4 separate regions of the Mus musculus genome follow, and all the other regions are linked to region 1. The links are chromatin contacts, called in public HiChIP or PLAC-seq maps. All regions are on one chromosome and are shown on one strand. Each heading gives the region's core, a stretch centred on a gene start, on an enhancer-like site or on the middle of the called end of the contact. The rest is flanking DNA. Distances are from core to core; before and after follow the strand shown. Region 1 overlaps 6720432D03Rik (a long non-coding RNA gene). Region 2 overlaps Mir100hg (Mir100 Mirlet7a-2 Mir125b-1 cluster host gene). Region 3 overlaps Mir100hg (Mir100 Mirlet7a-2 Mir125b-1 cluster host gene). Region 4 overlaps Mir100hg (Mir100 Mirlet7a-2 Mir125b-1 cluster host gene).

Region 1 (7,642 bases), core at 1,394-3,893:
AGAGAGAGAGAGAGAGAGAGAGAGAGAGAGAGATTCTGAAGTGTCCATGAAGAGAAATAAACCTGCTGTTAAAAAGGTGGATCAATAGAAAAGCCATTTGCTGGTTTTTTTTAAAAAAAAAAAAGAAAGAAAAAGAAAAAGAAAAAGCATCTATCTTGTTCAGCCTCTTGCTCTGATACAGAAGAAAGGCTTTGAGATTTGTGGAATGTGAATTTACATAGAGAGGCTCTGGAATATCAATAACCAGCCACTTCTGATGTGAGGAGAAGGGCTAGGCTGAAAGGCGTGTTTGTCGTGGGGAGGAAGAAAAGATAGGGCTGATATCTAAACTCCGGGCTCCATGGCGATTGCTCTGCCTTCCTGAGGTGTTACAAGGTTTTCATATGTTCTCTATTTTCTTCTTGGGGTTGGTAGAAACTGTATAAAGATGAGTTTGCAGGCTCTGAGATATTTAAGTGAACAACAGCCGTGGAAGGCAAGCCAGCTGACCTGTGCCTCTATTTTCGTATGATGTCACTGCGTTTTTCCTTTGTACAAGGAACCATACCAGATCCGTATGTATGAGAGCTACTTCACTCATTCACCTACTCGTTCAAAAAAATCTGGAGATGGAAAGATGAGTAAGGGCCCATCCCATCACTAACCATAAATGTTCCTGCCCCTCTGGGGTACGAGGAGCCAGTAAATTCCCATGACGAGACGAGAAGGTGGAGAGCAGGGAGAGGTGACTTTGTTCTTTATGTGACAACTCACTCTTTTGGGAACTCACTCCCTTTGGCGAGTCAGCATTAGTCACCTTCCAATAAGCCCTACCTTATGAAGTCCCCACCACCTTTCTCTTCTGCCAAGGTAATTTAAGGGATGTGTTCAGGCCAACGAAATACCTATAGCATTTAAAGATACAAGTGCATGTGTCTACCTTGTAAACCATGCAAACACACATCATAGAATGATTATTCTATAATCTACTCTTCTTCTACCAGAACACGACCAACACAATCCCTTGCATTTTATCCAGCTTCTTGGTGATGTGGCTACATTTATATCTTTTGCACATGGACAAGATGGTAGCCCCTGTGACACAAGGCAATTAGATAAGATCTTAAAAAAAAAACAACAGGCTGTGAACAAGGCAGATGTTTAATAAAATTTGAAGCTCACAGCTGTCAAGTTACACAAATCATTCTGTGCTTGCAAGAGTGAGACGAAGATGGTTATGGAATTGTTGAGGGAAGAGCATGTGATGGGTTTAAAGAATAAAGATGGGGATGTGTGTGTGTGTGTGTGTGTGTGTATACACGCATGCACACATGTGTATGTGAGTATATGTGTGTGCATAATCTATATATACATCTATATGCACGATATGCTGGCATAAGTATATGTATGGCATGTTTATTGTGATGCAGGAGCATATTCAAAGAAGGGAAACAAGTTTTGCAAACAAGCATCTTTTTAACATTCAAGGTCACCTGTTCTTTTTTCTTTTCTCTCTCCCTGGTCACCTTCTTCTTCCATACAAACCCCAGAGAGCTTGGCATCTTCATCCATTTCATCTATATACATTCATTCCCTCTCCTCATGGATACTCACCTACTACCCTTAGCTTCCGCACACATCTTTCCCACACCATATTTTAACTTAAGCATATTTTAACATAGTCTACAGTTGAAGATAAAGACCTAAGAGCTGCAAAGCTTCGGAAATGAGTCAGCACCAGGCTGCTGAGCATGGGACTGGGAGACTGAGACACAGGAGAGAGACGTTTCTCTCTTTCCTGGTGTGTGTGGGGATAGGTTAAAGAAAGGAGGCTGTTTGTGTGCTGTTTCTTTCTCCATGGGGCAAAGCCCTCTGGAGAGTTATCACTTTAAGTCAGTCTGTTTCTTTGCTGGCTTCTGTGGACTTTGCAATTGCCTCAGAGTATATGTCTGATGGCAAAAGCCTCCTCGGTTACTAGTTTCTAACCATCTCACCCCCTGCACGAGAGGTGCCTTAGGAGGGTGGGAGGAGGGCAGTGTCTTTTCCCAAACTAGACTGTGATGGAGAGTATAGTGAAAACACTTACTAGGATTATCCAGTGCTTGTTGAACCTGGCTGCTCTTTTTTGGGTATAGACATCGAGGGGTAGAGGACAAGCTTGAACTCAGAGCCTTGGACTTACAAGAGGTAAACTTAGTTTTTCTGAATCAGCTCCCTCCTCTGTGAGATGAAGACTTGACCATCCATCCCTCTGTTTGGCTATGTGCTAAAGGAAACAAACCGATCCATACTCTAGCAACTAAAATAACATTCCCTTCCTACCTCCCGGGATCATAAAGCAGAAACACAGATCTGATGCTACAAATGAGCTTTGAATTGTGTGTGTACAAAACTGGAGCTAAGAGAGAACTTTTGCACAAGCTTATTACCTGTGCCCTGTGGATGCTGTGTGCTTTGCTGGACCTGCAAGGGTTATTTTTGCAGACGACAGCCGACCCCCCCCTCCTGCACACCCCCTCCCCCAGTTTCCGTCTGTGTAGCTCCCAGCAGATGTATTAAGTATAGTCTTGGAGCCTTTCCAGGCTCTCTCTTTAAGACACAGAATGTTGAATATTTCCTGCACACAGCAGGCAGCTCTGGCCTGGCACAGTGCCAGGAAATCTGCTGGGTGCCGTCCTGTCCCCACCCCTTCTCCAGTATCTGTGCCCCAGCCCCAACTTGTCCAGATTCCCTGGGGCTTCCTTGGGAAACAGGGTAAAGTTAGAGCAGAGACTGCCACTGCAGCACCATGGCTTACAGCCACAATTACCTGCCCCCTGCTCCCCTGCTTCCCCCCCCCCCCCAGGGCGCTATGGAAGATGGGAAGGGAGGCTTACTGCTAGCTGTGCCTTTGCTTGCTGAAGACACCAAACCCCTTGGGAGGCAGAGGGGGCATCTGAGCTGTCTTGAGGTGGGGCCCTGCCTTGGTTGAGAAATGTCCATAAGAAAATGAAAAGGCAGAGACGTGAACAAAGTGTTGCGTTTATGTCAGGGGCTGTCCCCACCTGCAGAGAGTGGGAGATAGGCCCTCATCTGTCTGCTTCTGCAATGCGAGCTGTTTCACTGTAAGGTCTCCAGGCTAATGCCTCCTTCCTCCGGCAGCTGCACAAACTGAATCCATATTCCCCTGCAAACAGTGCCAGCAAGGAAGGGATGGTAGGAGTCTCTGGGAGGACTCCCCTTTGGATCCATGTCCTCTTTCTCTTTTCAATCAGTTGGTGAACTCCCTTGCATAGGTCTAACATGAGCGCCTCACTCTGGACACATTTACATTGAAGCAGCAACTAGGACTCTGCCTTTTCATGTCCTCTTTTCTTGTGATCTCCACTCCTTCTGTCTGCCCAATTGCTCCTCAAACTCCCCCCATGTTTGTTTTTAATCCTCTAGCGGGTAACATGGTCACTTGTGACATCCCTCCATTGAATGCACATCCTTGTTCCTAGCAGCAGTAATTCAACTGGCAGTGCACAGTCTGCAGTAGAGGAGAGAGGAAACTAGACTCCCCAAGGTGCTAGGACTGGTCCAATCATCCAGAAAACACACAGACACCACTTTCTACCTACAGAGCTCCCTGGAGCCTGATCCCTCCCTAGTGAACAGGCCTTCTATAGCAAGAAAGCCCTGTTATCAGAGTAGCATGCAGGACAGGCAGAGGCCCTGAAAGAACAGGAGAATCAAGGCCTCTCTGGTGAGCAGATGGTCAAGCAGAGAAGGACTTAAGAGACAGGACTGCCTTCCCCTGTGGAAAGAGTTGCAGTCCTAAGTCCAAGTTCAAGCTCTGCCCTTAACCGACTTGGGTGGCTGCAACATCTTCTGACCTCAGGCCCTTCACTTATAAACCAAGACAACTGAAACAAATAATCACTAGTACCTCCCATCTCTGAGATCCTTTGATTCTGTGACTCCTTAAGTGACCTTGGCTTTGGACCCCACCCTGATATAAAACCGTATCCAAACAGGCTGTGAATTGAGGGAAATGTCATGGAGAATATTTAAAAGACCAGTCCCCGAATTCGCAGAGTCTGACGCAGTTCCCAGGTGCCCACACTCTGTGCAAGGACAGGATTGCTGGGTTCCTCTAAGGTTGCAGTGGCCACACCGTCTAGATGGATGGTGTGTCGCCATACTTACTGGAATCTGCTCAGACAGCTTCAGCTGCTGGAGCTAATGAGAGAGGGCTTTTATCAAATGCTGGAGGTCAGCGGATGGGCTTTATGGGAAGGGGAAAGGATGGAGGATGCTCCATCACGATCGTGAAAAGGCTTTTACAGTAAACCCTGCTTGCTATCCATCAGGAAAAGACCAATACGTTGTACTGGAAGATGGCTAATAGGAAGTCTTATAGATGGTGCCTGGGTTATCCATTTTCAAAGACTGAAGGAAACATGGAAATACACAAAAAGCAACTCTATTTCGACAGATAAATTCTCCTTGAGGATCTCCAGTCCACTCGCACCAGTTTTGCCTGGGAGTACTAAGCTTGGGTGATTATGTTATCTGTTGCAGAAACAAAAGGCTCTTGCTTGTCAGCCCTGTTGAAAAGCAAACAAGGACAATAACAGTGTAACAGAAATGGTTCAGATCTCCTCACTGTCTCTTTCTATCTCCCCTACTTCTGCCCCATGCCTACCCAGAAATGAGATATGGTCCATTTCTGTAAAGAGCCTTGGAACCTTCCTCCCACCTGTGTCTACGCACACTCCCTCTAGTCTGGAAGCTTCCCCCATTCTCATGGTCCTCAACCCCACCTGCCAAGCTCAGCTGACATCTCCTTCATGGTCCAATAATTCCTCCCACACACTACAAAGACCCAATACTCCCATTTCCACATCCTTACCTTCATCCCCTCAGCCATCACTGCTGTGCTCTGTGGACCACATAGACAGATCTAGTCCTTGCATGTTCCCTTGGAGGAAAGGTGACAGACACCATCCCTGAAGATGTTAATATTCTCACTTAGGAACATTTTCCTATTCACTGATATATTTATGTCTTGAAAGCCTAGATCATGGCCTATCCTCATCCATAAAAGTCTGTAAAAATCTAAGAGAAGGATCCAATTTCAGCGATTTGTATTTCTCTCCCCTAGCATGAGACTTGGCCTATGATAGTAAGCAATCAATATTTACTGAATCAAAATGAATATAATAAAAAGGCACCTTGGCACATAACACATCAGCAGAATGCTGGAGTTGAAAATGTTAAGCAAACGTAAACCCTGAAACCACCCCACTCCATGTGTATGTGTATTGTGTGTACCTGTGTGTGTGCATGTGTATGTGTGTGTGCACATATATGTGCATATATATGTGCATATATATGTGTGTATGTGTATATGTATGTGCAAGTGTATGTGTGTATATGTGCATGTGTATTGCATGTATAGAAGCCAGATGTTTCTTCTTTTAATGTTTTCTATGTAGTTTGTTTCTTTGTTTGTTTGCTTACTTTTTGAGACATAATATCTTCATTGAACCTGAAAATTGCCCATGTCAGCCATACTTACTGGCCAGCAAGCCTCAGATATCTTTCTCCATCCCCTAGCTCTGGAATGACAGACACACACAGCAATGCCCAGCTTTTATATGGCTGTTAGAAACCATATAATAAACGTAGCTCATCATGCTTGTGCAGAAAGTGCTTAGCTCACTGAATCTTCTCCATCCCCAGATGCTTCACTTATAACTCAGAAGTTCAGACCGTTTATGCCAAGCACGAAGGGCCACTGTCATAACTATCCTGTAAGGTTTCTGGAGTTTGTGGCTAGAGCACCGCCTATGCAGGGAGCTGAAGACTTAGAAGTATAGAGGGAGAAGGATATGCTTCCTAAACTCATGGGGATTTATGCTGTAGAGGAGGGAAGAGTAAAAAAGAGAAAGCTGGGAAACAGGGCTTTACTGTTATAAAGGAATCAAGGTAAAGATAGAAAACGGGATGAGAGAATCAGAACTTCAGAGAGACGCACAGGAAATTTATGTTTGGAGAAGGCGAGTGCTGGGTTCGTGATCCTTGAAGGAGTTAAATAGGCAATCCAGAAAAGAAGCCATTCCAACAAGAGAGTGTCTTGGTGGAGGGAGAGAATGGTAACCGAGATGATAGAGCAGGAGAGGAGTGAGCAGGGCTGGCAGAACCAGTGAGAAAGGAGGAGGTCAGAACACAGACAGAGTCCCAGGCGTAGGCACGTCAGCCTGCAGCTACTGTAAGGAAGATTCCTTCGGGAAATGGGAAGCTCAACTGTGTTAGGATCTGCCCTATATGTCAAGAGCATCACACTGGCTGCCATGCTGGAAGCGGTGTAGGAGGTAGATGATGTAATATGCAGGCCTCCAAGATGGAAGCCGCTTAAGAGACTCCTGGACAATCCAGAACACTGGTGTTAAGATGGCCGGTAGTAAGTAATAAAGCAGATAAGAAGTAAATGGACCGTGGGAAATCCATGTGCTTTGCTGAAGAATTGGATACAGAGTCTGGAAGAAGAGACTCCAAGGTGCTCAGTTTGGCAACAGAGATAAAAGAGGTCATTGGCTGAGATGTAATAGAATTCTGGAGCGAGGTTGGCGAGAGGGAGATCTGGAGCTATGTTTTGGAAACACGTTTGGGATCGTTTTAGTCCCACATATACAGTTGTTGAAAAGGCAAACAGACCTAGGAGACTGATGCTCGACAAAGATGTTCAGACTAGATAATGGACATAAGAGTTGCCTAAAAGACATATGTAAAGGCAAGAAACCAGTTCTTAGGTGAGAAGAGATGGGGAGAACAGTGGGAAAGGTAAGATGCGTTTGGAGGACAGAGCTTTGGAGTGATGGGAGAAGATGCAGCAGGGCTAGTGACAGTCACTGAGAAGAAATGGCCTTGATATGAAGGCGGGTGAACCTTGTATTCACAATGTCCTGGGAGCCAAAGGCAGAAAGCATTTTAAAGAAGACAGATGATCACCTGAGCTAAATGGAGACAGATGGAGACGGACATGCAAATTGACCATGCCTTTAACAACGGACGGGTCACAGTAACCTTGACAAGACCAATTTCCTGCCAACTGAAGGGGATAAGATTCAGACTATGGTGGATTCAAGGAAAAATGAGACCAGGGGAATTGGAACAACTAATATTAATGACCCTTTCTAGGCGTCTCACTGCAAAGGAATGCAGCGCAAGCAGCAAGAGCTTGTCAAGGTGGTTTTGTGCTTTAGTTGAAGAATCATATATATGGAAAGCTGCACACTAGGAACACAGCTTTACTTACAGGGTGAAGTGAAGCTCCAGAGACCAGCTGTCCATGCTGAACTGATGTGCCCCTGGTCTAGAACCTGTGGGAAAGTGGTATGTCACCTATCTACTCGCATCCCAGAAGTCTCATCACCTACCAGCATGACCAAACACCCCCAACACTTTCTCTGTCTTCTTGCCTGGGACTGCAGGCATGATGGACCAACACCATGACAACTCCCAGAAATTGGAAAACCTACGAGAAGGGACCAGGAGACAATTTGATGAGGAAAGTGCTTGCTGGAGAAGACTTGTGTTCAGTACCAGCACCCACATACAAAGCGGGGCATGGTGATACATCCTCATAGTCCTACCATTGGGAAGGTGGAGATGGGAGAATTCCTGGAAACTACTG
Region 2 (7,642 bases), core at 3,468-5,967, 400 kb before region 1:
AATTAAATGAAAGAGTGCTATCATGTCAAATTGAATCACTCAGACCTCATTTCTATCGAATAGTCATACTCAATGCAGACTGGAAAACAACCATGCAAAATGGGTCTCAAGCTGACCTTAGTGTCTGTCCTCTTCCAGTCTGCTGGGAATGAGTGGAAACACTCCTCCTTTTCTTTGTTAAGATGGGGAGACCCAGTGTAGAGGCTGTGAACCTGTAGCTTTGAAGGGGCATGGAGAGCCTTGAGGCAGGATCTTGTGCTATCTAGAGTAAGACTGCTACAATTAAAAACATGCTGAGAATGTTAAGCATAGAATATTGATGATATTCTAAAGCAATTATCTTCTACTGGAGGTGCAACTGTGCCCATTCTGATTGTAGCTAGCGATGCGGCTTAGGTGCAGGTTGTAGGAGGCAGTGAGTGAAATAACCCAAATGCTCTTCCAGGTGGCGAGTGGCGAGTGTAACAGATCAAGATTTGAGTGTCATTCCTGTGGAAGACTTCTTTGGGATTCGTAAGGGTCAGGATGCTGATTTAGGGGGGTTACAGTGTGACCAATTCGGGAAGACCAGAAATCATTCACAAATGGAAAATTATCGGAGCAGAAAGGCATTTCAAACATATACAATGGCACAGGACATAAAATAACTCCCACCCATACCCCTCCACATCATGTTTCCTGACCTGACACCCCCTCCCCCGGCCCCCTCCCCCTCCCCCCGACCCCCTCCCCCGGCCCCCGAGGTATTGACTTCTCTCTTCTTCGTACTGTTAACTGTTTCTTTTTGTTTTTTGTTGTTGTTGACTCACACTTTCTGTCATTGAAACACCTATGGTGTGGGCATCCACCACGGCAGCAGGTAGGTCATATGATAGATCCAGAACACATCTACTAGTGAAGCAAAACGTCCAGAAGCTTTGGGGAGCCTTGAATGTTGAACAAATGCATTGAATGTTCCACCAACTTTCTCTAAGCCAGGGAGCTCTTTGCTCTCCACGCTTACATAAACTTTGAACACTGGTTTATATAACACTGGTGCTTAGAGAGCTCCTTGCCTGTGTAAGAAATCCCAACACAAAAGGAAACCAAGTGGAAAAACAAGGAAAATTCCTCTCGTTTACTCACGGTTTCCCCCCAAGCCAACCTACACAGCTGAAGAACATCTTTGCCCCCTACTGCTTTGAGGCTCACGGGGTATTGTGTATTTGAGAAGAAGGGCTCTTTTGTACCCTGTACGTCAGGTACACCCCCACCGCCAGCACTTAGAATCTTCTACTGCATAAGGTTCTTAAATTTGTGATACTATAAAAATGAACAAGAACAGCCAGGGCTATACAGAGAAACCCTGTCTTGAAAAACAAACAAACAAGCAACCCCCCCAAAACAAAAAAAAACAAAAAAGAATGAACAAGAAGGACTAATTTCTCTTCCCTGTGGAACACAGAATATGAGGAATTCTGGGTATTTATGTGGGAAGGGAGCCTTTACACTGCCTTTTCCCACAAAGGATGTATTTGGAGACAAGCTTAGAAGGAGAGAGACATTAAAGTTGCTTCTTTTAGTCTCATTAAAGATGCACCTGTGTTTTCTTTCTTGCTGTGGCTATTCAAAACTGTTGCGTTCTAGACTGCCGCCAGTCACGTTAGGTGGGTGTTTTCCTTGTTATTGTTTTGGTTTTGTTTTTTAGATGTGGATGGAACTTCAGAAACTGAACTTTGGTCATGCCCTGTCTCAGAGTTCAGAGTGGTTTGCACCTTTCAGCTCCGGCTTCTGAAATCAATGTACAATGTTGAATCTTGGATTTTCGTGGCACATTTCCTGAAAGGTTTATCTCTAGGCCCATCTTGTTTTTTTCTTTCCCTGAGAAAGACCCACATGTAACTTTGTACCCCACCGAGGAAATGTGTGGAACGTTAAGAGGCGAGCATGGTCTCCGTGGCCTCCCTTGACAATGGTGCTTACTTGCAAAGGCCGGAAGAACACAATGGTTCCTGCTTCCTCTTGGGTCCTGCCGGGTTTGGTTTTTGCTCTCCTGCGCCACCTGCTGTCAGGAGCACCACAGGCCTGCTTCCCGGCTTGCAGCCCTAGCAAGCCCGGCAGGAGCCAGAGCCAAACCCTTGGTCCCAGCAGATGTTGCTTAGGCTGCCAGGTTTCTGTCCAGACCTTATCTTTGTTGCCTCGTCTGGCTCCTAGCTCAGAATTCCAGTGTCCCCAAATGACTTGCCTTGCAGTCACGCAGACCCTGAGCTCACTGGCCAGAAGGAAGGAGTCTGCCAGTTTGAGGGCTGCTGAAGGGCAATTCTTGCTAGCTTTCTGAATGTGTGGTCAGTGGAAACTTGCTTTAGCAGTGAAAACGCACAAACATTTCTTTTGAAAGGGCAACGGGCATATGACATTTGTCCTTTAATGGACTTTCATCACATCCTCAATTTGTACCAATTGACAGCCCCCACCCCCCACCCCTACCCCCGTCCCAGTTTTCTCAAGTTTGATTTTTGGTTCATTGTGTTGTTTAAACTCTTGGGACTTTCCTGCATCCTCACCAATGAGTTAGTGATTTTAAACAAAGGACCACAGAGAGAAAAGGTTTGCTTTTCTTGCCTTCCGATGGTTCCCTGTTCTAGTCTGATCAGCTCTTGACAATAGGTTCTTACACATTTGTCCCTTAAACATATACTTACACATGTAATATAAGCATGGCATATTGGAGGCTCACCTCAAAACGTCACTGTAATGCCAAGACTCTAGCTGATCAAAATCCTCTAGGTATCATTTTCGAGGTAGGTCTCACTCTGTAGCATAGGCTAACCTCCAACTTATGGTTCTCCCACCTTAGCCTGTAGAGTGTTGGGATTACAGGTGTACCTCTGTGTCTGTCTCAAACTTCATCTAAAAAATTCTTTGCTATTTGTCTATCAAAAGGGAAAGGTGGCCCCGAGATCTCAAATGCTCATTTCCAATTTAATTCCTTAAATAAAGCTGACTTTGTAGAATGGCTGACTTCTGCAGTTACTCTGATAAGCGTGAGGCACATGACCAGCAATTGTTTTTTGAAATTAGAAGGGAAAAAATAAAACTCAGAAATATATGCATAAAAGAGACTTGAGATAAACGCAAGTCAGAACTTCCTGAGAGCAAAGGTTACATGATACTCTTGGGAAAGAGAAGAAGTGAGTGGCTGTGCCAGCAAGAGCCCTCGAGCGAGGGGGCACATTCATTTTGCTCAGTAAGCACTTACTAAATTCCTGCTCTGTGTTAGCACTGGGAGGTGCTGGTGTTAAGTACAGCAACTGACCACTGGGAACATAGAGGACAAGCAGACAATTTCCATATACTTTTTTTAAATGGCTGGGAGAGAGCATGATGTCCAGATAAATACACACATCCAGAGGACTGCAGTGATTGGTTGACCTACAACTGCCTTGATTTGAGAAGTCCTTTCAGCTCTTTTCTAGAATGGGATGCTGACTTATAGATCATGTCATCCAACCTTGATGACTTCAAGAGTCTCTGTTTTCTGCTTCTTGGTTTGCTTGTGTCCTTCACACAACAGCCTTCTGTGTATTAGGAGAGAGAGAGCAAAGCAGGTAATCCTGTTTGTCTGCATCCAAGGAATGTGGTCCTTGAAGCATCTTTGAAGCTGGACACCTAGACCAGGAACTCTCCTTGCAAGTCAACATGACATGGAGAGGAAGGAGGGACCCACAACCAGGCTGCTGCTCAGATGAAGCACATGGTAGCTACTCTGAGTTCCAACAGGTCATTTGGCAGGTAGGAAATTAGAGGCTAAAGGACAGGGAGCCACCTGTAAATCTTGGGGAATAACTCACTTCCATGTTCTAGCCTGTATCTGCTCAGACTAGGAACCTCTGAGGGGTATATCCTCCCTCCCCAAAGAGGCACCTTTAAGACTGGGCAGGATGGTGGTGGTGATGGATCAGCCAGTAAAATGCTTTCCTTGCCAGCTTAAGGGTCTGAGTTCGATTCCCAGGATCCACGTAAAAATGTTGGGTGTGGTGGTAGAGGCTCACAACCTCAACTCGAGGGAGGCAGAAGCAGGACGATCTCCAAAGTTCACTGGCCAGCTTAGCCTAAGGAGAAATCCTGTCTTAAAGGGAGTGGCTTAAATTCCCAAGGATGACTTTGGTCTATGTACACAGCACATCTGCATCCTCATGTGCACATGCACCAATACATATACATATGAAAACACACACACACACACACACACACACACACACACACACACACACACACACACACACACACACACACACAATTTTAAAGAGGCACTTGGCAATAGCAAGCCAGTTAGTAATGGCCTGTTTCGATTGAATACCCTGCCAAATGGATTGGCATTAGAGAGGTGGTGCTTCCAGCCTCCTCGGGGGACGTTATTCAATCTATTCTATGGCAGCTGGTGTCCTTGTTGCCCTGGACCGTGGTCAGAAAAAGAAATAGAGGGAGAAACAAAGATTGTGGAGTGGCTGCAGACCCAAGCCCTCCAGGCCCACTTGCCCAGGGCGGGGCCCAGAGGGTTAGTGCCAGGCTCTGTGTGGCTTCTCCACCCCTTCCCAGGCCCCTCAGAGCATCTGCTGGCTTTCAGAGTTGCAGTCACCCTGAATGGGTCTTTGTGTGTGCCCCAGGAGCTGGCTCAGAGGAGCCCTGTTGAAATGCTTTAGCGATGTCTCCTCAGGACCAGGCGTAACCCGGCATGGTGCCCATCTTGTGAGGGCAGGCCTTTCTGGTGCTGTTCCTTGCTTTCACTCTGAGAGCAAGCCTGACCTGGAGACATATTCTGTACTCCTGAAAATGGATATCATAGGCAGGCTGTGGGGGTGACTGATATTTCTCTCTCTCTCTCTCTCTCTCTCTCTCTCTCTCTCTCTCTCTCTCTCTCTGTCTCTCTCTCTCTCTCCTCCCTCCCTCTCTTCCTTCTTCCCTCCCTCTATCTGTCCTTCTCTCCTTCTCCCCCTTCCCCTCTGTCTCTGCCTCCTTTCCTCTCTCCCTTCCTCCCTCTCTCCCTACCCTGTCTCACTCTGTCTATCTATGTCTGTCTACCCTTCTCCCTCCCTCTCTGTCTGTCTGTCTGTGTCTCTGTGTCTGTCTCTCTGTTCTCCTCTCCTCTCCTCTCCTCTCCTCTCCTCTCCTCTCCTCTCCTCTCCTCTCCTCTCCTCTCCTCTCCTCTCCTCCTCTCCTCTCCTCTCCTCTCCTCTCCTCTCTCTGCTTTCTGCCATCCATACATGGCCATGGTAATATTCACAAGAGGGGCAGAGCCATCTTTGGCTGTTTCAGTGCTGTCCAGGTCCTGTGTTGATAGTTCAGTACTATTCCTTTCACCTTTCTCAGTCATTCTCTGAGATGCACCAATTTTACAGCTTCCACTCTATGGGTGGAGAAGCCAAAGTTTAGACGTGGGTAATCAGAGTACCAGGGAATTCTGAGCGGAAACTTAAAGACAGAATTGGTTGGATATGTGAGTCTCCCGCTTTTTACAGGGTTTGAGGCATCTCTTGCCAGACACACTCTGAGAGATCCCTCTACTCCTGGGTGCTGGGAGCAGCAGAGGCTAAGTGTGAGAACACGTAGACAGGCTTGTGCTCACTTGGGTCCCTTTGTGCTTGCATGGCCATCCCTTGTGCTTTGGGTCATAGTGAGACTCACTGTACATGATAGAAGGAACTACAGACATAGAAGAAAACTCTTGTGGACAACTGCATCATCAGACTTTGACTTAAGAATCTTATTGCTACTAAGTCCAACAAACCAGGGAGCTCAAAAACACAAATGGTACCAAAGACCACAGCTCAGGGCTCTTTCCTCATTGCTGATGATGGTGGTCACTGCCCTGTCACTGCCCACACAGTTTAATGTCCTCTCTTGTAATGTAGTTAGTGAGGGGTCCTTCCAGACACCTGGACCTGAGATTTCCCTGGTCAGACAGGAATCTTCCTTTTGCTTCCTTTTTTCTTAGTAGATTAAAGGAGTGGTTGATGGTGATGTCATCTTCCCCCTGCCTATCTTCTCTTGTATGTGACAGGCCCAGTGCTGGAGAGGTATAAAGCTCTAAGCACAACCTTTTTTTTTTCCATTTTTTATTAGGTATTTAGCTCATTTACATTTCCAATGCTATACCAAAAGTCCCCCATACCCACCCACCCCCTCTCCCCTACCCACCCACTCCCCCTTTTTGGCCCTGGCGTTCCCCTGTACTGGGGCATATAAAGTTTGCGTGTCCAATGGGCCTCTCTTTCCAGTGATGGCCGACTAGGCCATCTTTTGATACATATGCAGCTAGAGTCAAGAGCTCCGGGGTACTGGTTAGTTCATAATGTTTTTCCGCCTATAGAGTTGCAGATCCCTTTAGCTCCTTGGGTAATTTCTCTAGCTCCTCCATTGGGAGCCCTGAAGCACAACCTTTTAAAGGACAAAATCACTGATCATAGCTGAGCCAAATAGGCAGCTGTGAAGGCCTGTGTCTCACAGGAAACCAAAACAGCATCAGAAATTCGAGCAAAAGCGGACATTCTTAGTTAGCTGTGCGCTTTGGTAAGGTGCTGTTGGCCATCTTGAATTTCTTTCCTTTCTTCTCCACTCCCTACTATTTTCTTCTCTTCTGTGGCCCCTTCTTTTCTTTCTTTGAGACAGAGTCCTTTTACATTGCTGATGCTGGTCTTGACATCCTGGGCTCAGGATCTTTCTTCTATAGTAGCTTGGACAATGGGTACATGCCACCATGCTTGGCTTTTGTCTTTTCTTTATATAAAAATTGAGTTTCTCATCTCTTTGACTATTGGCCATAGAGCCATCTTTCTGGAAAAGGAGGAATGTCCTTGACTGTGAAAAGGATATTCAGCTTTTAAAAGTTAGCATGGAGTTGGTGGTATTTTGTATGCTAAGCAACTGTTCTACCACAGACCTACATTTTCAGTCAGGGGAGGCCTTTAACATCAATCTTTAATATACAACAAAAAAGAAACTCAGGAGAATTGAATCTCCAGTTGCACCTGGTTTAATGTGCTCTGCCTTTCAATGCATACAATGCCAGAAATAGCAGTACTGGCCTGATGGATTTAAGGATCATTTAATGTATCATCCTACAATGAGCTTTCTGTTGCTCCATAGTTCTCTCTGGTGTCTAGAGGTCTTTACCTAAGTATACTTTTCTATTATAGCACCACTGTTGCTTCCAATAAAATTGCAATGTGGCTGTCATGGCATACGATAAATAATCACATTTCTGTGTAACTGGAACATAAGCACATCGGAGAGCTACCAATCGGAATCAAGAAAGTTGCAGTGACTACTCTGTATATGACCAAGGTTCTGAGGGTGGAGGATGTTGAGCAAGTGAGAACTCTACATACCCATCAGACTACCTTTCAATAAAGTCACATTTCATAGAGAGGAGACGTCACTACTGAAACAAACTATAAGGACAAGAGATTAAGGAACAATTCATGGCAGATACTAGAAAAGATGAGGGGTGTGTGTGTGTGTGTGTGTGTGTGTGTGTGTGTGTGTGTGTGTGCCAATGAGAATATATAGCAAAGAAACCCATTTGGGTAAGATGAGTTAGATTTACTTCTGAGGCACGGGCTACATGAAGTTTGAGTAACTTCCTATGTTTAAATATTTTATT
Region 3 (7,642 bases), core at 3,798-6,297, 370 kb before region 1:
TTGCTTTTCTATAACACTCGGGGCCAGCAGTTCAGTGGTGAAACCACCCAGTGAGCTCGACACTTCAACATCAGTTACCAATCAAAAAGTACGCCTCCATAGGCTAATCTCATGAGGGGATTTTCTCAGTGAGGCTCCTTCTTTCTAAATGACTCTAGCTTGCTTCAAGTTGACACAAAACTAGCCAGCACAATCAGGAAGTATCCATTTGAGGGATAGAACCTCAAGCACCCTTTTTTTTTTTTGGCCCATTTCTATGTATAAATAGTATGAAGTGTTATTTTTAAGGTCTTGCTGTGGTTGGCTAGGATCTTGTGTTTGTAAGAATAAGTCTGATTAAAAATCCAAACTCCAGGAAGGTATGGGGTACACCAAGGTTTCAGAAATTATCTGAGCCAAAGACTGACCCTTCCTTCCACCTCATCCTTGATAGATCTTTATCTCAATCCATTGAACCTCTGCACCTCTATTCTCTCTACCAATTCTGCCCTCAGGTCTACTTCCCTGAGGAGGCTAAATAATTTTTCAAAGCCTCTTGGAAGACTGGTGTCCCAGCAAAAGCAGAGAATGTGATGGGTCATGCTATTAGACTCAGCAGACATAGTGGAGTGAGGGTTGGTTCCTCCAGGGAGAACCCGTGGACTGTACAGCACATCGTAGGACTGCCTTCCCCCTTTCCTTTCCACATACTCCTCAGCTCTATAAACATTATCTGCTGACTTTCCAATCTTCTCTCAAGACTTGGTTCAATTTTGCTTTCCAATGCTTCACTGTAGGGATATTGCAGCCTCTTCGTATCTCTGTTCCCAAAGTACCACAAACCTGCTGAGGTGTGGGAAGTACACCTCACCATACTCTCTTCAAATGCCGCGCTCTTCCATAAGACTTGGAATTCCTCAAAGCTGCTGGCTGCCTTGTTGGATTTCACGGCCCTTTACTGGACTATGTATGCATTTCTCAATCGCTAGCTTCTGGGGTTGTGAGAGAAATGAGCTAAGATTTCTTTTCTCGAGCCGACTGAGGTCCTGAAGGAAATGGAAGAGAATAGACGCTCAGGAGATATGCAGTAGAATGGGCACTGTGTGCATTAGGGACGTGAGATTGAGCAGGCTTCCTCAATGGTCAGTGATGTTAAAGGCTGGAAAATTTCCAGGGTAGAAGGGAGCCTCCCTTGGCCCGTGCTGAGTGTTGAATGCACAAGAGGCCTGGAGAAGGGACATTCACTTGGGTGAGAGCAGCATATGGGAAGGTTGTAGGATACACAAAGCCAGAGCTGTATGTTCAAATACAAAAATAGAATAGAGATCCATAAAATAATTTTAATAACAGCTTCCAGTAATGTACTGATTTTATAGAATAGTGTGCTAGGAGCTAGGAAATTATAAAATGGTCAGGCTAATTATGAGTTTACCCTGGAAATCTCTCAAGGAAGGTGGGCTTTGACTTGCTTCATGATGAGCTAAATCTGAGGGCTGAGTCTAGGTTTTGATTTCACTCTGCCAGGTGTTACATTGGTAATAATCTTGCCCTCCCTCATCTCTACAGCATGATCTGAAGACACCATGTCTTGCACAGTTATACAGATGATGAAAAGAGATGCAATATTTATATTAATTTACTTACTGGCCAAAATCTTGGCTAGTGTCATTGCAAAATGCATAATATATTAATGAGCTAACTATGTGTTTTTTTTGTTTTTTTTTTTTTTACATAATTTGCCTCTGAGGACAGGACAGCCTGACTGCTGCCCATGTGATGCATTAAGAATTTTTCAAATGGTTTGGTTGTTGGGTTTAAGGTGTTCTTTCTGGGAAGAAAATAGCATTGTTGTAGATAGAAGTTTCACCCACAGACTTCCTCTTCCCATAAGACATTCCCTTGAGCACCTGTTGCCTCTTCTGTAGCCCATGATAAATGATATTATGGCATTATAAAGTTGTTCCTCCTGGTGGTCTTACAGAGAGAGATGTATGATGCCACTATATTAGGTGAGTCTTAGATCAGGTATGGGAGAGACCACGTAGCACCATCCAATGAATGCATAATGACCTGCTACCTTTAGCAGGGGCTTTGTTTCAGTGTGTGTCAAGGACTGTGGACAGAACTCATTAAGTGTAGCTGACATATGCATTCAAGACCACGGTACAGATAACCATTCCCTCTGTGCGCTTCTTTAGTTCTGTAGAGTCCTTATGAGACGAGTGCCTGACTTGTCTCTCATTACACTCTGACACCAGCATTATACGGGAGAAAGACTCCATTGTTCTTTACTTCCTTGAAGGTGGCACTGAAAAAAATGTGCAGTGGCATATTAAGGAGTTCTGACTTATTCCTGTTTGCTGACTGCTCCAGAGAATCGTAAGTAGAGGCTCAGATACCCCAGTCAAAGGCATAGCCAGTTCACAATCCTCATCATCTGTCCATTCTCCCATCCTTCTAGTTCGAGGCTACTGAGAATCGTCTTTCCAGACCTTACAAAGGCAGAGAGCAGGCTTACGTTCCCAGATTCAAGGTCAATGAGGTTTTGCTGTGAGTGCCACAGAAATCGGAAGGCATCCTATGGATCAGACAAGCTTGAGAAGGCTGAGATTGTCACTGTGGCGGATGAGACACACAGAGCACAGCCAAGGGTGCACAATGAAACCTTTGCAGATTTCGCTTCCTCCAATTTTTGCCCAATTATATTAATTCATTCACGAAGTACTTTAGAACTTTTATTTCAGAGTACTGGGGGACAGTTTGAAATCCTCTCAACTCCTAGCTAGTAGGAACATACTGTTATTCTAGTCTCGTTTTTAATTTGTTACCCGAGATTTTTCTAATGTACTTTGATCGTATTCATTCCCTTCCCCTCACTCTGAGATCCAGCCCTGTCCATTGGATGTGAGACATTCTGCTGGCACGTGATCAACTCACAGGGGCCGTACCCTTAAAAGAATACTTACCCTCCACTTCTCAGTGCCTATCAATTGCCAATATCACCTTAACGGGGGGTGGGGCTTCATGTTCATTTCCTCTCCTCATGCTGGGATTTTACCTGTATTGACCCTATGCAGGTCCTGTTCATGTTGTCTCAACTGCTGTGAGTTAATATTTGCAACTCTTTGCTGTGGCCAGAACACAGCCTTCTTGTAATTATTCACCGCTCCTCTTACAATCTCTTTATGCTGTCTTCCACAATGACCCCCAACCCTTGGGAGGAGCATATACAATATAAACGTTTCGCTTAGAGCCGAGCATTCTCTAGTCTCTTAATCTCTGTATGTTGACCTGTTGTGGGTAATGGATTAATTGATGAGTATAACTATAAGCCATTAGGAGTCCGTTTGATGTTGTGTTCCATTTAGCAGTAGATTCTAGTAGATACTGTAGGCTATCACATAAAAAGACAAGTGCCAGGATCTTTTGGAGTTGTTGGCCAGTGAGGTCCCATAGTCCTCCTCAAACATCATAGGCTATTGAAAGTACTGCTCTTAGAGACCTCTGAGCAAATGAATGTTGTTACTGAAGGGTGAGCCCTAGGCTTTGGGTTAGATAAAAGTAGCACATGATTTAGCGACATTCTGCCAAAATTTGAGTTCATTTATCCAGTAAAGCTCTGGATAAATAAAATAAAAGTTGCCAAAAATAACCTTAAAAAAATCCAATTTTCCTATTCTACTGGATAAATTGCATGGAAAAATCCCTAGAAAATGTTGAAATTGAGACGTCCCCTCCCCACCTTCTGCCCTTTCTCATTCCCTTTTAAAGAGGGAGCATGGGTTTGATTTGTAACTCTTCTAGTTTGTATTTGATGGGATCCTTTGGAGACCTACCGGGCGAGGGGCAGAATCATCGATAGTAGCTTTTACTGTAATCTCAGAAAACTTCTTTGCTCTCCTCCAGGCCTCTACTGTTCCGAGCATGACCCATATCTGTAATAGAGCCTTCCTACCACCTGCTAAGGCTAGCCTTTCCTTTTCTTCAGAGTAGAGATAGGGCAGTGTCAAGAGACAGAGTCAACTCTTGTCACCAGCCTATTCTTTTACCTCACCCACAGGAACTTTCCTTAGGCAACTTTTTTTCCCATTCTAATGCCCTTCCCCTCTTTTCTAGAATCTCTCCAGAATACATTCAGTTCATAACCTCCTGGAGCTCCCGTGAGGCTGTGAACGCATGCAGCATCCAGTGTACACATTTCTTTCTCCAAGTGGGGAATGCTTGATGTGACGTAGTGCCAGGACAACCCTGGGACCTTGCCTCTACTGAGTTCAGCTCTCAGATCAAACAAGTCAGTAATCTTTACACCCTTGATCATGTCACTTACTTTCTCCAGGTGCTCTCATGTGCATGACAGAGATGGTAGTGTTCTAACCTTTGCAAGGATGAAATGAGGAATCGGAAAGTTCGTACTCTGGTACCCAACTGCTGGAGGTTTGCACCGCAGTGTGCATCTTACTAATATGTCATCTTGAGAAAAGTCATTCACCACTCTGAGCTCACCCCCCCCCCGCCTTAACTGGGGTTAGGGTCTACAAAGGGACTTATATTTGATCTTATGGAGTGATTTAGAAAACTTAAAGTTACTTGGAAAACTTAAAGTAGAACCTGAATGCTGGTAGGCTCTCGATTAATGTAAACTATTACTTTAGAATGGCACCCAGTGAGCCTAGATTACCTGTTGCTCCTCTGCCTGCTTATTCCTCGAGATTTAGGTGAGGCCAATCCACTTTGCAGGTGCAGGTCTGTTGGCTAAAGGGATTTTATGTAGAGCAGGCATTCAATGATTGGTGTTCAGTTCTCTTACATGACACCAATGCCTTTTGGAGGGAAGTCTTCTTGGAAAGATAGCACATTCTCTGGATTTTCAAAAGCTTATGTGCTCTAAGTGTGGGTTGGAGACTCTTTTTCTTAATTGAACACAGCAGACATTTTGTGTCATGTTGATTTCCTCAGGATATGAATCAGAGAGAAAGAAGTAAAATCTTGTCCTAGGAAGAAAGGGAGCGATTGGCAGAAGACTTGTCTCTGGTAAGGCAATTTACACACTTGTCTTTTAAGGGGTGAGTCACCATCTATGATACATTTCCCAGCAATGTCTAAGAGTTTCCAAATCTGGAGTTCACACTCGAGCCAGATAAGGGAGAGGAGAAAGGGTCTTATAATTCACCTAGTTACCACTCAGAGCCCTAAAAGGGAGCTCAATGGAAATGCGTCTCCTACAGCCCTTCTTTTAGTCACTAAGACGAAGAATTAGCTAATCATGTTCAAATTTACCACTTTCCAATAGCAAGCATTAGCATTCCAGGAAAAAAATAAGCCACCCGAAATCTCTCCATCAATCTTCATTTATTTATTTTTTAGCTATGATTTTTATGCTAGCATGCATCTTTTTATTCATTGCTTAGGCTAAGTTTATCTTATAGCGACACTGTAAACTTTTAAAAAATGACCAAGGCCTGTTTTTTCCTAATAAAAATTTGACTTTAAAAAAGTTGTCTTATGCCCAGTTCATCCAGATTACAGGGTATTGGGGACTTCTATCCTGAAAGTGTTTCTTGGCTATTCTAATAATAGAATAAAAAACACTAATATCTTGCCATCTTCACTGGGGTATGTTCAGGACTTGGCGTCATTCATGGTACGAGCTTAAGATGTTAGTTGAATGAATGAATATGGCTCTCATATGTATAGGTTTTAATAATCTTTGGTGAGCCTTCATTTCCTCAGAAACCCTGTCTGGGTGGTTACATCTTTATCTACTTCCCATCCCCACAAAAATCTTAGTTTTTTTTTTAATATATATAAAGCCAGTATATGTCTGAGTGGAGGCTTACCTTTCCCCTCAGTTCTTAGTCACAGTATTTTATTGACTTAACCTGAACATTTACTAAGCAGACATACTTGTGTTTTAAAACCCAGATCTCTAAGCTCAACCTCATACTCAAATAATGAAGAACACATGTAGATACTACTTCTAGCATGTCTTTCTGTTAGAAATCTAATTGTGTGTGTGTTTGTGTGTGTGTGTGTGTGTGTGTACAAAATACAATTTGTCCAAAGTTCACTTTCATTTTTCGCTGACTCCAAACTCATATTTCAATCACCTTTCTACAAACTTAGCCTTTTCATATTATATATATTTGAATATGAAATATGAGTATGACTTGAGGTTGAAATTTTATTTATTTATTTATTTATTTATCTATTTATTTATTCATTCATTCATTCATCTTTTTTTTATAGCATAGCACTGGGATTGAACCGAGAGCTTCACACACACTAAGCAAGCACTCTACAACCAACACAGTCCCTATACTTTTAAACTCTTTATCACCAAGATGTCCTTGATCAAATGACTGGTGGCCCAAGTGAGGACATGGCACAAGTTGTGATAAATCTTAGCTTCACTTACAGTTCTTTATTGTAGAGATCAATATCGTTTACCTTTCGTTTCATTGCTTCTTTAGAGTTCAAGGTCAGCCAAAGATAGATATTACTGAGCAAGGAGACAGGGTCTCAATCATTGAGCTCCTTCAAGGAAAGAGCCATATCAGAAGATTATAAATCTCCACATCTAAATCCAGGAACTGACCATGAGCAGATACTCAATTCATATTATTATATAGAACTGACAACTACAAAAGTAATCCAAGGACTGTGAAACAGACTTGGGACTTTGTCTACAACAATGGAGTCTTGGATAGGTTGACTGATCTCTGCCCTCTCTTAGATGAGTCTCTGGGCCTCCTTTACAGGACTAAGGGGAATCTGTGAGTCCTGGATGCAAGGCCTTAAGAATACTTTTTTTTAGGTAGGAAAATCTCTTCTCCTTATATAAGTAACCGTTCAAATGATGGTGTTCTTATGAATACTCAAAGCGATGAGGCTCTCAGCGACTCACTTTTTTATTTTTATTTTTTTATTTTTTTGGACAAATTCCTACAGCCCTCAGTTTCTAGGGTTGCCCCCTACTTCACATACCAGTGTGGTCATAGTTCCTGGTGCAATAAAATTATCAACATGTTAAGCAATGGCATCTTAAATTTCAGAATTCTGAAACTCAACAGGAAGATCCTGGAGCCAAGCAAGTCAGCAGTGTTGTGAAATCAGTTAAGCTGGGGCTTCTGGCATGTGTGAGCTGTCTGCCACTCTTATAAATCTGAGGTAGAACACCCAGACAGAGTGTTTCAGAAAGGTTAGTACACGAGAATTCATTGACTCATTGTTGGGTGCTGAGTGACTAACAAAGTTACTGCACTTGTCTGTGAAAGAAAATCTGCACCTTAACAGGGCCCGGCAAACAGAGTTATCCCATGTGTACAAAGGAGCTGTTCATTGTCAATAGCTCACAAACCTGAGCAGACTTTAGAATCACACAGAAGACTTAGTATAGGCATTTGAATGCTGTTCCCAAAGTCTCTGGTTACTTACAAGGTGGGTTGGATACTAGGAAATGGTCACTAGACCAAGATCAGTGGAGCTGGTGAGATGGCGCACTGGATGGAAGTGCCTGTTGTGTAAGCCTGACAACCTGAGTTTAATGCTCCCTGGAACTCACAGTAGAGGAAAGAATCAACTTCTGAAAGGTGTCTTCTGATTTCTAATGCATACCCATGACACATGCCCCAACATGACTGTTTGTGGCATGTACACACACACA
Region 4 (7,642 bases), core at 2,021-4,520, 270 kb before region 1:
CCAATGCTTTCTTCTTGGAAAGATTTTGGAATAGCCTCATTGTGCACACGGAGTGGAAGGTGAAGGAAACTGTTTGCGATTTCTTTTTTTTTTTTTAAGCATTTATCGCAATTTGACTCATTTTAATCCAAACTGCAGTCAAGAAAGCATTTTGTATCAGAACGCTGAACTGAGAAGTGTGTAACAACTGTGCTGTGTCTTTTGTTGAAACCTCCTGTGCGGCTGTAATTTAACTATTACTTGGCAGCATTTGGTGGAATGTGCTTCAAAGCTTACAGTTCTGTAAGTGATTGCCCGTGAGTTTATATAAAATAATTAACGATTCCCCACCCCATTTCAGCCAATGCGTATGTATAGCTATGTAGAAATTATGGCAGTACAACAGTTTAACTCATGGGCAATATATATACTCACATCATACATGCAAAAGACCGGCAGACATTTGGTGCTTTTGAAGGCAAGATATGTACGCAGCCTATCTGATAGAAAACGGGTGCATGATCAATAAAGCTATGATAGCTGTAATTTCTCTGTGATTTCAAATGATCGGAAGACATAACTAATAGCAAATGTTTCGGTTTGTACTCTGGGGCACTTCTCTTTTCCCCAGGCTTTCTAGTGGATTCCTCCCACTCTCAGACTAAAGCAGGGTGCTCAGGCATTCAGCAGGGCGTGTGACACACAGGTTTTTATATTTTAGCAGGCAACTGCTTCATTGCAAGGGCAGGTTTCTCAACAGCCCCTCTTCCTCATGGAGCCCATCAGTGAAGTTCAGTGAAATGAATAACATAATTGGTGGTTGGTTCAATCACTACCAGTCTAGACTAGCCCAGACGCATCAATTAGTGGGGACTGTCTTTTTAGAGGGAGAGTGTAACCGAAACAAGCAGGCTATTATTGATACTGATCTTTAAAAGCGCAAATCCAGCCTGGCAGATAAAAAAAAAAAATAAGGCTGGGAGCTGCAGTGGGGGTGCACTGGGGGAAGAAAAGAGACAGGGAACTGGAGCTCAGGGCGCAGGAGGACAGGAAGCTGGAGAGAAAGGGGGGGATAATGAGTGGAACGCTCTCCTGTGCCTCCTAGGAGCACAGTTAGAATTCAGTTCACAGGGCTCAGTGGCTCACCATTTTTTACCTAGCTGAAACACACAGACACAGACACACACACAAAACCACCTCCTTTTTAAAAAGTCTTGCTTTTTTTTTTTTTTTTTTTTGGTCTGTTCAAAATCAATGCAGTTGAAATTTAACAGCTTAAGCAAGCCCACTGATAACAAGAGGAACCAGCTGAAACCCGTTTTGCAATATCTTGCCCCTCAAAGAAAAATACAGAAAATGCTTAATTTTCAAATCTCTAATTGCTCGCTTCCTTCCTTCCTTCCTTCCTTCCTTCTTTCCTTCCTTTCTACCTTCTTTTTTCTTTCTTTCTTTCTTTCTTTTTTCTTTCTTTCTTCTTTCTTTCTTTCTTCCTTTCTTTCTTTCTTTCTTTCTTTCTTTCTTTCTTTCTTTCTTTCTTTCTTCTTTCTTTCTTCCTTTCTTCTTTAAGGAGGCATGCTAGAGAAACAGTAACTCATTTTAAAATCTGGCACCTGGAATGAAATTTATGGGCAAAAACACCTTTATACAAAAAGTTTATGGCTTCCCACAGAACGCAGTGAGATTAGAATTGAGCGACTGTAACAAAGGGTGATTTGGTGATTTTGTAGGGTTTTTCTGTTTTTTTTTTCTTTTTTTTTTTTTCTGGAGGGGAAAACAGATGATTTAGAAAGTGTTAGGAACATATCAAGCCCCAGGGAAAGAAAAACGTTTGATTGGTATTAATTAAAACACTGCTAATATATTCTAATAAAATCAGATTTAACATTCTAAACTAATCCGCCTAGCATGTCAAAGGCAAAGAAAAGTATTATCTATCTTATTTGCATCTGGGCAACTCGAATGCATTTGCTCATTCGGCAGAATTAATTTCTATCACCAGTCTATTTAATCTCCTCACAGATTTAAGCAAACTTATTCTTTCAGGCTAAAAGGGCCCAGGGTGGGGAAACCATGGACGGTATTTGGAAGAGCAGTGACTGTATTTGGGGCCCATTTTCTGGCTGACCATAGTCTTTTCTCTTCATTCGTTATAATGGGATGTGGAGAACGGCAGAGATTGCAGAGTGATAAACGGCTCAGGGAGTCTTTTTTTTTTTTCTTCTTCCTCCTTTCTCTCCTTATATTATACCTGGTGGCTTATTTAAAAAATTTGGTTGCTAAATTTTAACAATGGCATTTATTTAGTGCTGCCAACCTGTTCATGAACATCTAATTTTTGTTTTCTAATTTCAGAACCTATATCATCACAGATTTCTAATGGAAAATAAATAGATAGATAGATAAACAAATAAAGGTACTTATACCAAAAACCCATTATTTTTCTTAGCTATTTTCTTTTAAGCTTCAGTCCTAAGGGTCAGTGAGGAAATATAAAATTTCAATCACCAAGAACTGAGTTCTTTGTTCTGTTTTTAAGTCAAATATCTCTTTGGGAGAATTCCATATTTTCATGGAGCATGGAGTTTCAGCTCTTTATTGCTAAGCTCTCCCGACTGATAACATCATCCTCAGATGGTATTATGGCCAAAATATTTTGCCTGAATATTAGTCTCCTGAACCTGATAGCCCATGCAAATATGAACCTAACACACACACACACACACAAAGATGAATGGGCCGGAAATGCTGAGGCCCGTATGGGTGTGTTTCTATAAGGAGGGAGTCTGCAGGCTGTGGGGAGGTAGACTGCCTGCAGTCTGCATCACGGAGGTGGCTGCAGAGATCTTTCTCCATTGCCTTTTCAAGTCTTCAAGGTAAAAGAGCAACTGCAGTTTGGTTTCACTTGTATTGTTCCATAATCCAGGCAATAAATGCTAATTAGTAATGCTCAAGGATCCGACCATTCAGAGTAATTATCATAATTTACTTCTTCCTTGTTAAAGACATTCCTTGCTGATTTTAAAAAAAAAAATCAAGTCATTCTGTCCCCCATTACATTACAGTGAGTATTCACTAGAGAGATGTTCAAGGTCCACTCAGAGCCTCATGGCTGCATTTGAAGTCACCCGACATGTGCCTTGGCTTATTCCAAGTGGAGCCACAACTTAATTTCAAAAGCAGAATTCATGTAAATGCATCGAATTCTGCACATGCACCAGGAATGTATGATTTTTATTTTACAAACCCCAAAGGCTCCTCCTTCCGGGCCCACCCCTTTTTTCTGAAACCACTTATGAGCAGAACAAAGGAATGTACTAACTGTGGAGGCAGCATTACATGTGAGCAGTCACTGCACTGTGAAGTGTGCGCTACGACAACATATTTCATCGTACAGAAGTGCGGATAATTAAATAATGCCACAGCAACCCTGACTCATTAGCAGAAAGATCTTTAAGGAGGAATCAAGAAGATGGATCCAATCAACTTGGAGAGTACTCTTCCTTCTCTGAGATCTCAAATATATTTTAGTTGGTTGGTGATTGATTCATGCAGGGCTCGAGGACAAAAGCCAGTTTCTCAAAGCCGAATGCGGATCTTTTTTAGACGAACAAACTGTATGTCTTAGATGAGTTGGATTTAACATAAGGCTTAATGTTTGGAGTCAAAGGTAGAGCGTGCCACCTTGATGCTCATTTCCCCTTTTATCCATAGATCTAAGAAATGCCCAACCCTTAACCTTTCAGTTGGCTTCCTCAACATGCATGTAGCCTCTCCTACATTTTCTAATGACGGATGTTCAAGTTCCTTATTGCTTGAACCAAGTAAGTATCATCGTCACAGAAATAAGCAACTGTACTCAGTGTCTTCCAGGGTCTCCCCCTACTCCATTTCCTTTGTCTAGGTGCTATTCTCAGTTTTCAGTGTCCATTGGTCCTTTAAGGGGGAGCTCCAGGTTTAACTTGAGGGCTATAAGCATTGGAAGAATAATTCCCATTGGATACTGTACAGAGAAGCCACCTGCAAAATGTTGACGCTGTTATTGAAGTCTCAAGTGGAGTCAGCTTTCAAAAAATTAGATATTAGATACATCCGGCATAATTTGCAATCTGTAATTATACTAATGTGCATATAGCTGTGCTTTGCTTTATCTGTAGCCTACTTGAGTGTGTCCCCATCACCCCCCATCCTCGGGCATGTCTCATGCTTGGAATTGCTTGGGAGGAGAGTGCTTTGTAAGTCAGCTTAGGGTTTTTTTTTTAATTCCTTGTTAATTAATACAAGAATAAAAGGACTTTGCTTCATGTGTGCTTCCATGAGAATGAAAGTGGAAAACCTAGATGTTGCAAACTCTTGATCTTTCAAAGGCTCCTCACTGGAGAAAATTTGAATTCTTTGCAAAATATTTGCAGTTCTTTGTGAGTTTGGTCTTCATCCTGGCTGTGGATAACTCGGAAGCACAGAGAACAACAGAAAAGTACATATTACACATAAGGAATCCATTTCCTTTGTTGGAATCAGAGACATGGCATTTGCCAGAGATGATGATTTTTAATCTAATAAAAGCAATCAAACCATTAACAATAATAAACAATTTTCTGTTTTTCCCCTCCATTTTGCATGTCACGAGATGAGTAACTGAGACTCTTATCCACTAACTTCAGTTCCCTTTTGGGGCCTCAACACGATTCCAGAGATCTACTGATGGCTCCACTGGGGAGCCCCCTCCAGCGAGCTGCCCCCCCCCCCCAAGATCTACCTATTAAGAAAAAGCCCAGGCAGATCACAGTGAGTTGGCTGGTCAGCCTGCTACTTGCCATTTGCCATGTATGCAGTAGGTGGTGAGCTTGTCGAGACAAGCTTAGAGAATTGTTACAGAGTAAGACTATGTGAGGCCCTAAGTTTTTGCTTCTTCATTCAAATTACAAAAAGGATCTCAAGAGAACTTTGCATTGAATAGATGATGCTACTCCACTGCTCTTGCAATTAGGTAGGTATAGAACCCAAAGAACAAAGCTGTAAAATTTTTAACTCTCGACAAACATGTGGAATCTGACCTTTCTCCTACTGTCCACTTCATATTCATTCCTTAAAATTCCTTTTAATAGTGTTTATAATATACATAGCATATAAAAGCCTGTTTTGCATGGGTTGGCTATATAAAACATCAAAGCCATATATAGCTTGTTTCTTTTTTTTTTTTTTTTTCAATCTTCTCACATATTCTTGGGCTTTCCATTAGTCACTACCTTTATGAATCATAGCAGTATTATAGGCACTGTCTTTTCTTAATGCAATACCATGCTAATTTATTCACGAATGAGTCGTACATGCATGCCAAAGCTTAACATCCCCAATATCACTGTTTACAAAATGCATTGCCTGGGCATAGCATTTACCCTAAGTCATTCTACCAGTTAGATGTCTCCTCTAGAGAGTCAGCATCCTCAAATACTCCAAGTATTTAATACAGTATGTGCCGTGGTGTATCCCGTTCAGCGTGCCTAGCTCATTGATGCGTTTCCATTGTGTGAGTATAAAGGAGAAGTCGATGTCAAAGGCTTTAGTTAACTAAAAAACCACTTGCAAATCCATCTCATTCATAACTACTTCTGCAGAGTAAGAGAGAAGCGTTAATAGCTCTCTTCTCAAATATCCTTATCTGTGAAGTGAGTAAGTGGGTCAGGCTAGGTAGGGTCTCAGTGCTTACCCCCTCTCAGAATTACTGAAGCTATGTCATAGTATAGGGGGCAATAGGAGCAAGGCCAAAACCTGTGAACTTATTTGTCCATTGGTACCATCAGTTGCCCTTCAAAGTTACATCTGATTCCACCTCCAGGGTCATTTGTTACTAATCTGCTTTATCTTGTTGAGAAAGCACCTAAGATTGGAGTTTATTTTTCAGGGAGGGATGGTGACAGAAAAAAAAGCAGCCTAGGGGCAAAAGAAAAGAAAACTAAAGCTTCCCAAAGGGAGAAGTGAATTCTTGATCCCAGTTATAAAGCCACATCCTTCAACATTAACTTGGAAGATATCCAGACACTGCCTTTCTGTTTTAGACCACACCCTCTCCCCAGCCCTTCTGCTATCCTGTGATTTCTTGTGGTGTGGTTTATTTACTCCATTGGATTGCTGCCTATAAGTTCTGTGTTTCTTGTTCCCCTTGGTTTATTTGAATTGTGGTCATGTTCTTTTCAGGAGCCTACAATGGTCACTTGACCACAGTGCACTTCCCAAACGAGACACTGACATGTTCAAGGCCATCTGGAAATGACCCCATCTCCTTTTCTCAAACCACTCAGAATGTAAAACCCCTTCTTTTATTAAGCCAAACTGGATTCCCCAGTCTCCAAATCTTTGACATGTTTACAGCTGACTAATTTCCTTCCTGGGTGCCCCAATATTCCAGTAACTCCTGCCTTCCTTCATTACTGTCTCCCTTTTCCCCTTTCTCCTACACTCTCCTTCTTTTCCCTCATACCCTCTCCTTCTTTCCCTTTTCTTTTTCCTTTCTCTTTATCACTACTCCCTCCCTTCCCTTTCTCTCTCCCTCCTTCCCTTTCTCCCTCACACTTTCTATTTCAGTACCATGTGCCAAGCTCTATGGCCGGCACTGAAAATACCAAGACATATTCAAGGGGCTAAGCAATGAACACCCACTAATTCCAGTGCCTCCATTCACTCCTGTATTGCAGCAGTTAGGCACCTACAACCAACTTAGTTTGCCTTCATTCCTAGGACTCATTTGACTGTGCTCTGTGTCCTGTGATCTTTTGCTCTGTGCCTGTGTGTTCTGTTTCAGGGAGGGTAGACCTGAAGCTTTCTTCTTTGTACACACTGACACAAGACTGCTGCTGCATTGATTCTTGAGCAAGGCGAACAATGGAAGAAAGCCACTTTTTGTTGTTAAAGTGAGGTAGCATTTCTGCTGTAGTTAGAAAGAGCATTGTCTCTCCAGTGTCCCAAATCACTTCCATTAAACAGTCAATGTGATAACTGTCTGTGACATGTTCTATTATCTTTCTAGTTGTTCTGATGTTCCTTTCAGCTGGTCCTATAGCCCCCTTTCTCAGTAATGTCTCCCCAGTGAAAGGAAAAAGACTGCAGAGGCTTCAGACTGACGGACGCTCATGCCAACTGTGAAGTTGAAACAAAGCCAGTGACCAGCTGAAGAGGCCCCTCCTGCCCAGCAGCCACCCACATGGTGCAGTTGCAGCCAGTAGTAATCTTTGCAAGAAGCAGAGAAGCCCAGAACACTCATGAGTCAAAACCATGCCCTTCCTTGTGTGTATCCCTGTCTCGTTCAGATTGATGCTCCTTCCATTTGGATCCTGGTATGAATATGCTTGTTACTGTACGAGTGTAAAAAGCTTTGCCCAAATGTGTTAATGTATGAAGAGACTGGATTTTTTTTGGGGGGGGGAGAGAGTTATTTTTATCAAAACACAGTGTTCGTTCTTGAGAGTGATCTAGAAAATAAAAAGCAGTTGGAAAAGACAGCAAAGCAGTCACAGGCGATCCACAGAGATGCTCACACCACCACACAGAAACACCACACCATGCTCCCAGACTCTGAGCAGGGAGCTTGACTCTGTGACATACTATGGCTGCTGCCAGGGGTCAACGTCAAGCCAGACAAAGGTGCAGAAGCTTCCTGAAGTGTAGT

The links. HiChIP or PLAC-seq counts read pairs in DNA pulled down with a chosen protein or histone mark.
Region 2: an H3K4me3 HiChIP or PLAC-seq map of embryonic basal ganglia shows a contact between it and region 1, with 3 times the contacts expected there. The contact joins two enhancer-like sites. A contact is called at or near these places in 5 of 484 Hi-C or Micro-C datasets (the N1E-115 cell line, embryonic fibroblasts, embryonic stem cells and 2 more), 4 of 115 datasets of contacts at active chromatin or transcription factors (craniofacial prominence, embryonic basal ganglia, embryonic limb bud and 1 more) and 1 of 9 other capture datasets (embryonic stem cells).
Region 3: a FOXA1 HiChIP or PLAC-seq map of pancreatic cancer cells shows a contact between it and region 1. The contact joins two enhancer-like sites. A contact is called at or near these places in 1 of 484 Hi-C or Micro-C datasets (uterus), 4 of 115 datasets of contacts at active chromatin or transcription factors (the NIH/3T3 cell line, embryonic basal ganglia, embryonic fibroblasts and 1 more) and 1 of 9 other capture datasets (embryonic stem cells).
Region 4: an H3K4me3 HiChIP or PLAC-seq map of forebrain shows a contact between it and region 1, with 5 times the contacts expected there. The contact joins two enhancer-like sites. A contact is called at or near these places in 6 of 39 promoter capture datasets (the 3T3-L1 cell line, cranial neural crest, frontonasal cranial neural crest and 2 more), 1 of 15 datasets of contacts at CTCF or cohesin (the NIH/3T3 cell line), 9 of 484 Hi-C or Micro-C datasets (3T3-L1-derived adipocytes, cerebellum, embryonic fibroblasts and 4 more), 13 of 115 datasets of contacts at active chromatin or transcription factors (VIP interneurons, craniofacial prominence, embryonic basal ganglia and 9 more) and 1 of 9 other capture datasets (embryonic stem cells).

The regions. Positions count from the first base shown.
Region 1 is chr9:41,858,263-41,865,904 of GRCm38.p6, forward strand. The region is part of intron 3 of 6720432D03Rik (a long non-coding RNA gene); the gene reads right to left. Among named protein-coding and RNA genes, the nearest start is that of 6720432D03Rik, 14 kb to the right of the region's middle. Within about 2 kb of position 2,644, at least 85 of the 459 cell types and tissues checked have an H3K27ac peak or open chromatin away from gene starts, as enhancers often do. A contact at or near this core is called in the N1E-115 cell line, embryonic basal ganglia, embryonic fibroblasts and 2 more, where this site is marked.
Region 2 is chr9:41,459,879-41,467,520 of GRCm38.p6, forward strand. The region is part of intron 3 of Mir100hg (Mir100 Mirlet7a-2 Mir125b-1 cluster host gene); the gene reads left to right. Among named protein-coding and RNA genes, the nearest start is that of Mir100, 68 kb to the right of the region's middle. Within about 2 kb of position 4,718, at least 76 of the 459 cell types and tissues checked have an H3K27ac peak or open chromatin away from gene starts, as enhancers often do. A contact at or near this core is called in the N1E-115 cell line and embryonic basal ganglia, where this site is marked.
Region 3 is chr9:41,483,259-41,490,900 of GRCm38.p6, forward strand. The region is part of intron 3 of Mir100hg (Mir100 Mirlet7a-2 Mir125b-1 cluster host gene); the gene reads left to right. Among named protein-coding and RNA genes, the nearest start is that of Mir100, 44 kb to the right of the region's middle. Within about 2 kb of position 5,048, at least 29 of the 459 cell types and tissues checked have an H3K27ac peak or open chromatin away from gene starts, as enhancers often do. A contact at or near this core is called in embryonic fibroblasts and pancreatic cancer cells, where this site is marked.
Region 4 is chr9:41,583,196-41,590,837 of GRCm38.p6, forward strand. Mir100hg (Mir100 Mirlet7a-2 Mir125b-1 cluster host gene) reads left to right here. Exons shown (of 5, transcript NR_131928.1): 5 at 6,779-6,824. Among named protein-coding and RNA genes, the nearest start is that of Mir125b-1, 5.1 kb to the left of the region's middle. Within about 2 kb of position 3,271, at least 67 of the 459 cell types and tissues checked have an H3K27ac peak or open chromatin away from gene starts, as enhancers often do. A contact at or near this core is called in embryonic fibroblasts, forebrain and pancreatic cancer cells, where this site is marked.